Linked DNA regions of Sus scrofa: region 1 is linked to region 2. The links are chromatin contacts, called in public Hi-C maps. All regions are on one chromosome and are shown on one strand. Each heading gives the region's core, a stretch centred on a gene start, on an enhancer-like site or on the middle of the called end of the contact. The rest is flanking DNA. Distances are from core to core; before and after follow the strand shown. Region 1 overlaps SYNPO (synaptopodin). Region 2 has its middle 43 kb from the start of SYNPO.

Region 1 (2,700 bases), core at 107-2,606, 92 kb before region 2:
TTGAGAGGTGGCTGGGCTCATGTAATGTCCCTGCTTAGAAGCCAGGCCTTCAGCCCAAGTCCAGGCTCTGCTGTTTGCTGGCCGTGTGACCGTGGCAAGTTCCTGCCACTCCTGAGTCAGTTTCCTGAACTGAGCAGACGGTGATCAAGGCACTGACGTTAGGCTGCGAGGCGAGCATGAGGTCCCACGTGCCGCGCAGTCACCGAGCCTGAGTAGACAGAGTAGGCAGGGTGGGGGCTCGCGCTTCCCTGCGCCGTGCTGGCAGCTGGGGTCCCCGTGAGACCCCCCTGGAAGGGGTCAGTGCTACTTTAGCAAAGGACCTTCATTCACCGGATCGCGGTCCTGAGCAGGGTTGTGACCTTCTCCAGGTCACACAGAGGAGATTCCAGAGTTTTTGGGAGGCAGGGATCATTGCTTCAAATCACAGAACCTCAGGACCTCAGAGATGGCTGTCACCCGGCTCCACCCCCCCCAATTCCTGTGTCCCTGAAACCGCACCCCTGAGTGTACAAGCCTCTACACACCCAGCTGACAGGAAGCTCACTTCCCTGAGGGGGTGCCTTCCACTGACGCATTCCTGAGCCGCAGAGGGGCTCCTTCCGCAGCCCCTGCCCCTCCACACGGCTCGGCCCCCCAGCCCCGCAGAAAAAGAGCCTCCCCTCCGCCACGAGACAGCCCTGCAGAGAACCCGTCACAAGTCACGGCCCCGCGAGGCACGGTCAGGATACACATGCCTAGTCCCGCCAGCGTTTCTCATACCTCGGACCCAGACGCGCGCTTTGCACCGGCGATCTGCCTCCCCTCCCACGGCAGTTCCACGCAGCCCCCGTTACTGTTATTGGCTCTGCAGTGATGGGAAAACTAAGACGCAGCGATGCTGTGAGCTGCCCAGGGTCGCGGAGCCAGAAGGGAACGGGCCGGGCCACCCCCCGCTTGGAGTCCCGAGGCTGTCGGCTCCCAGGCACCGGCTCCTCAGGGCTTCGGGGTTCGCGTGACGCAGGCGCCCCGGTCCCTGCCCTTCTCTGTCCCTTCTCTTCACTTCAAGGCCCCGGCCCCAGCCCCGCCCAAGACTGGTTCCAAATGCCACGGGGCTAGAAAATGCCCCATTGTCCGAGCCTGAAGGCCCCCGGGAGTCCGCTGACCTGGGGGCTTTAGGGAGGAAAAGGGTCACTGGGGAGGAGGCCGCGGGCCAGGACCTGGTCTGCTGACCTCAGCCAGGCCAGGAACCACCCTCCCACCTGCTGCTCTGGGACAAGAGGGACATAGCAGAGACGGCCAGGGGGTGACAGAGCCTGCCTCTGAAGGAGCTCCCGCGCCCCCATCCCAGCCCGCAGTGATTCCATGGAAAAGGAATTCGGCAGGAGGCGTGGACCAGGCCCAGCCAGCGGTCCAGACGACTTCTGCCACCCTGCGCAAACACAGCTGAGGGGACGGGGGCCGGGCCAACTCCGGGCATCCCAAGGGAGGCAGCTCCATCCCCAATTCCCCAGCCCTGGGGATGCCCCAGCCAGCTCCATCCAAGACTGCGGTCCCTGGTGTCAGGGGGATAAAGGTGGCCGGGGGCCGCAGGGGACTGGTCCCTTGCTGGGCCCCCAATCTGCCTGGCTCGCCCGCACTGTACACATCCTGACACCCCCCTTCTCTAAGCCTCTTGAGGGCCAGGTTGGGGTGCTGGCCCTTGAAAGACTCTCCCTGGACAGCGGGTGAGGGGCTCTGAAGATGAGCCTTCAGGAGATGAAGGCACGAGGGAGCCTCAGGGAAGAGCTGCCTGGGGTCAGGAGCCCTGGGTCTGCCTGCAGGACCCTGTGGGGGGAGGGGACCAGAGGCCGCCTACAGCCTTTAGAGCGAGGGTCTGGCTGCTGGCAGGGTGGAGCCCTCACCACAGCCGCCGTGCAAAGTGCTGTGCACTCCCACCCGTCCTCTCGCTGCATCCTCCCCACAGCCCCGGAGATAAGACCACTGCTCTTCCCAGTTTGCAGCTGAAAGCAGAGCTCGGAAAGTCCGGCCCCGGGCCATAGGCTTGTAAGGCGCAGAGCTGGGATGCGAATCCCTGTCTTTTTGCTGCGTCCCGTCTCCTCACCACCGGCTTCTGCGCCCTGACCTGGTGGGAGGCGCCCGCGTGCTGCCGGATGCTGGCCTGCAAACCCCTGAATCGGCAGCACCTCCTGGTCCGCGCCCCCGGTGGCACCATGTCCTCTGCACACCCAGCCCCCGGAGCAACTCGCTTTCTGACGCGTCTTCCTCTTGGGAGGCCAGCTGATAAACAGACCCTTCCTCAGGCAGAAACGACTGCTGGGGCATCATAAAAACCGCCCGAGGGGAAGGAGCTCCATGGGGGTCCCGAGACCTGGGTTCACGTTGTGCTCAGGCAGAGACGAGCCCTGCTGGCCGTCGGGCCTTTGGGACCGAGGATCCAAGAGGAGGCAGGTGGGGCAGGGGACGGAGGCCGGAGCACCAGGTCGGGACAGGGAGAGAATGCAGGGAAACGCTTCTTCCCACGGCTGCTGCCACCGCTGTCGTCAGTGGGATTGTTGGCGGGCGGGGGAGGGGACGGGGGGGGGGCGCGAGGTGGGAACAGATTCTGGCTGGACTCCATTCCTATTGCGGCTGCCTGGGAGTCCTGGCAACGGGACAGGTAAACAGGCTGGGTACACTGCCCCCCTGGAGGGTCCGGAAGGAACCAGGGCCTGGCCACTGCAC
Region 2 (2,773 bases), core at 165-2,664:
ATGGACCTATTTGAAATCAGGTTTGCCTCTCTGTGTGTATTTCAACAACCGTCCTATACAGCTTCCTTCCCTCGCAGCAGACAGCTGCCCGGATGGGCCAAAGGCTGGAGAACCTAAGCTCCAGCTCATCCCTCCCTCCCTACAACGGAGCCCCCCGCCCCCGTGTCCCCAGCAGAGGAGCAGCTCCACCTGCTCCTACGCAAAACAGCAAACAGCCTCCACCCGGTGCCCGGAGGTATTAGTGAGAAAGCCCCCCCTCTGCCTCATGACAGGGGGCAGGACCACCCGCTGGGCTTTAGGCTGTGGCGTCTCACAGACCAGGAACTAGAGCTGGCTCTGTGCCCCTGGCAGGATTACTGAACCTCTCTGAGCCCCAGAGTCACCATCTACACAATGGGAATGATGATAATATCTACCTCAGAGGTTGTTGCAAGGACTGAAAGAGAAAACACTTGATAAGCAGAAGAGCTGGGAGTTCCCATCACAGCTCAGCGGTAACAAACCAAACTAGTAATCATGAGGACACAGGTTCAATCCCTGGCCTCACTCAGTGGGTTAAGGATCCGGTGTTGCCATGAGCTGTGGTGTGGGTCACAGACGCATCTCAGATTCTCTATGGCTGTGTCTGTGGCCAGCAGCTACAGCTCTAATTTGACCCCTGGCACCTCCATATGGCACAGGTGCGACCCTAAAAAGCAAAAAAAAAAAAAAAAAAAAAAAAGGCAGAAGGGCTTCCTGACAATGTGAGAAATAGTTCATTATTCATGTCATTGAGTGATCTATAGTATATTTCTTCAGCACCATTAACCACCAAGCCAGTCTCTTGCGGGGAGGGTCACGCTATCTAGCCTGAGAGGCTGGGCTGACAGTGCCCCCTGGTGGACACGTCTTGAACTGCACCAGATAATTTTGACCTAACAGAGAAAGAGCATGAGTCAAAATTCAGCTTTATTTCTTCCATTTTAGGCACCAGTATTTCAGCATATACCACTTAAGAGCAATGATATACTCTTGCATAACAGTCCAACAATGAAAATCAGGAAACATAGCATCGATACAATGCCATGAGCCAGTCCACACAATCCATTCACAATTTGCAGTTAGCAGCATGGTGCTCTTTCTAGGCAACTGCTTCCCTCCAGGGTCCCAAAAGAAGTGTGACTGCTGGGTCTCTTCGGTCTCCCTTCATCTTGAACCACTTCTCAGCCTTTGTCTTCTGCGACCTTGACGCTTAGAGCTCAGGCCAGTTACCGCGCAACCTGTCCCAGCGCGCGGACGAGCCGCTGCTCCTCTCGGCTGGATTCCTGTTGCGTGTTTGTCGGGAATTTCACGGGCATCAGTTATGTCCTTCTCGGGCGTGCCATGTTTGTCCCAGCCCTGGTGGTCACTGCGCATGTGTCTGCGAGCGTGTGGGAGCCGAGCAGCGCGCCGTCACACTGCCAGTCGGGCTCCTCAGCTCGGGCTCCGTCAGAGCTCGGGGCGCTGCCGCAAAGCAAGACCCCTAGGCAGGGGCATCCTTGGACCCTGCGGTCTGGCTGCCCACGGGTGGCGGCCGGGTCGCCTTCATGGCACAGCAGTCCAGCTGCCCAGACCCCCCCCAAACCCCACTCTTTCTGCTTCACCCTTTTCTAGCTACTTTTTTTTAAAAACCGTTTTCATTCCACAGAGGACACGTCATCTGTGCTTTAACTCAAACATTTCAGCCGAAGCTCAAGTCCTCTGTGACATCCACTGCTCCCCTTTCCCTCCCCCTCTTTCAGAAGGAGCCAGTTCTCAGTTTGGTGAAAGGGGGGGAGGGAGGGAGGGAGAGAGAGGGGGGGAGAGAGAGAGGGAGGGAGAGGGGGGAGAGAGAGGGAGGGGGAGGGGGGAGAGAGAGGGAGGGGGAGGGGGAGAGAGAGGGAGGGGGAGGGGGGAGAGAGAGGGAGGGGGAGGGGGAGGGGGGGAGGGGGGGAGAGAGACGGAGGAAGAGAGAGAGGTGGGGGAGAGAGAGGGAGAGAGGAGCGAGGGAGAGGTGGGGGGGGGAGAGAGCGGGAGAGGGAGGGAGAGCGCGTGCTTCACTGCTGGGGTTGTAAGTACCATGGCGCGAGTTCTCTTTCTACAAATGGTCACTGTAAGTCCGTCTTGGAGAAACGTAGCGGCAGGACGCAGACACTGGGCTCAGTATTCTCGACCGCGTCACCACCTTCCAGCAGGCGGCCACACGAGTGGCTGTGGAGCTGACCCCTGTGGCTGGACACCTTGCTTTGCTATTACGAACCTCGCTGCGGGGCACCCCATCAAGGACTCTTCCAGGGAAAGGGGCACTTCCCGGATGTGGGGCCACTCCTGGGGCGCCACGTCCCCCGAGGGGCTGCCTCACGGGGATGGGGAGGGCCCAGGGGCCCTGAGATCTGCAGGCCGCCTGGGACCTCGGGGAGCACCTGGGCTGGGCCTTCAGTGTTTCTGGGGCTCTCAGGGTTCTGGGGCTGTGGGGAGTTCCCGCTCTGGCGCAATAGGTTGAGGGGCATGTCGGCAGTACCAGGGTGCAGGTCTGATGCCCAGCCTTGCCACAGAGGGTTGAGGGATCCGGTGCTGTGGCACAGGTCCCAGCTGCAGCTTGGATCTGAACTAACTCCATGCGCCGCAGGGCGGCCGAGGGGAGGGGAGGTTTTCAAGTGGAAACTCCTCAGGTTTCCTGAGGGCTCCCTGGGCAGAGACGCCCGTCTGCGTCTCCCAGATCCCCTGCGCCCATCAAGGCGGCCTCCACACGGGTTCTGTGGTGGCCTCATGACCC

The links. A called contact is a pair of places that touch in the nucleus more often than the background predicts.
Region 1: a Hi-C map of retroperitoneal adipose tissue shows a contact between it and region 2, with 2.0 times the contacts expected there. The contact joins two enhancer-like sites. A contact is called at or near these places in 1 of 5 promoter capture datasets (liver), 24 of 47 Hi-C or Micro-C datasets (alveolar macrophages, blood, brain and 14 more) and 1 of 2 datasets of contacts at active chromatin or transcription factors (skeletal muscle).

What each region holds. Positions count from the first base shown.
Region 1 is chr2:151,619,102-151,621,801 of Sscrofa11.1, reverse strand. The region is part of intron 3 of SYNPO (synaptopodin); the gene reads right to left. Among named protein-coding and RNA genes, the nearest start is that of MYOZ3, 15 kb to the left of the region's middle. Within about 2 kb of position 1,356, at least 19 of the 83 cell types and tissues checked have an H3K27ac peak or open chromatin away from gene starts, as enhancers often do. A contact at or near this core is called in retroperitoneal adipose tissue, where this site is marked.
Region 2 is chr2:151,526,597-151,529,369 of Sscrofa11.1, reverse strand. No RefSeq gene overlaps it. Among named protein-coding and RNA genes, the nearest start is that of SYNPO, 43 kb to the left of the region's middle. Within about 2 kb of position 1,414, at least 16 of the 83 cell types and tissues checked have an H3K27ac peak or open chromatin away from gene starts, as enhancers often do. A contact at or near this core is called in retroperitoneal adipose tissue, where this site is marked.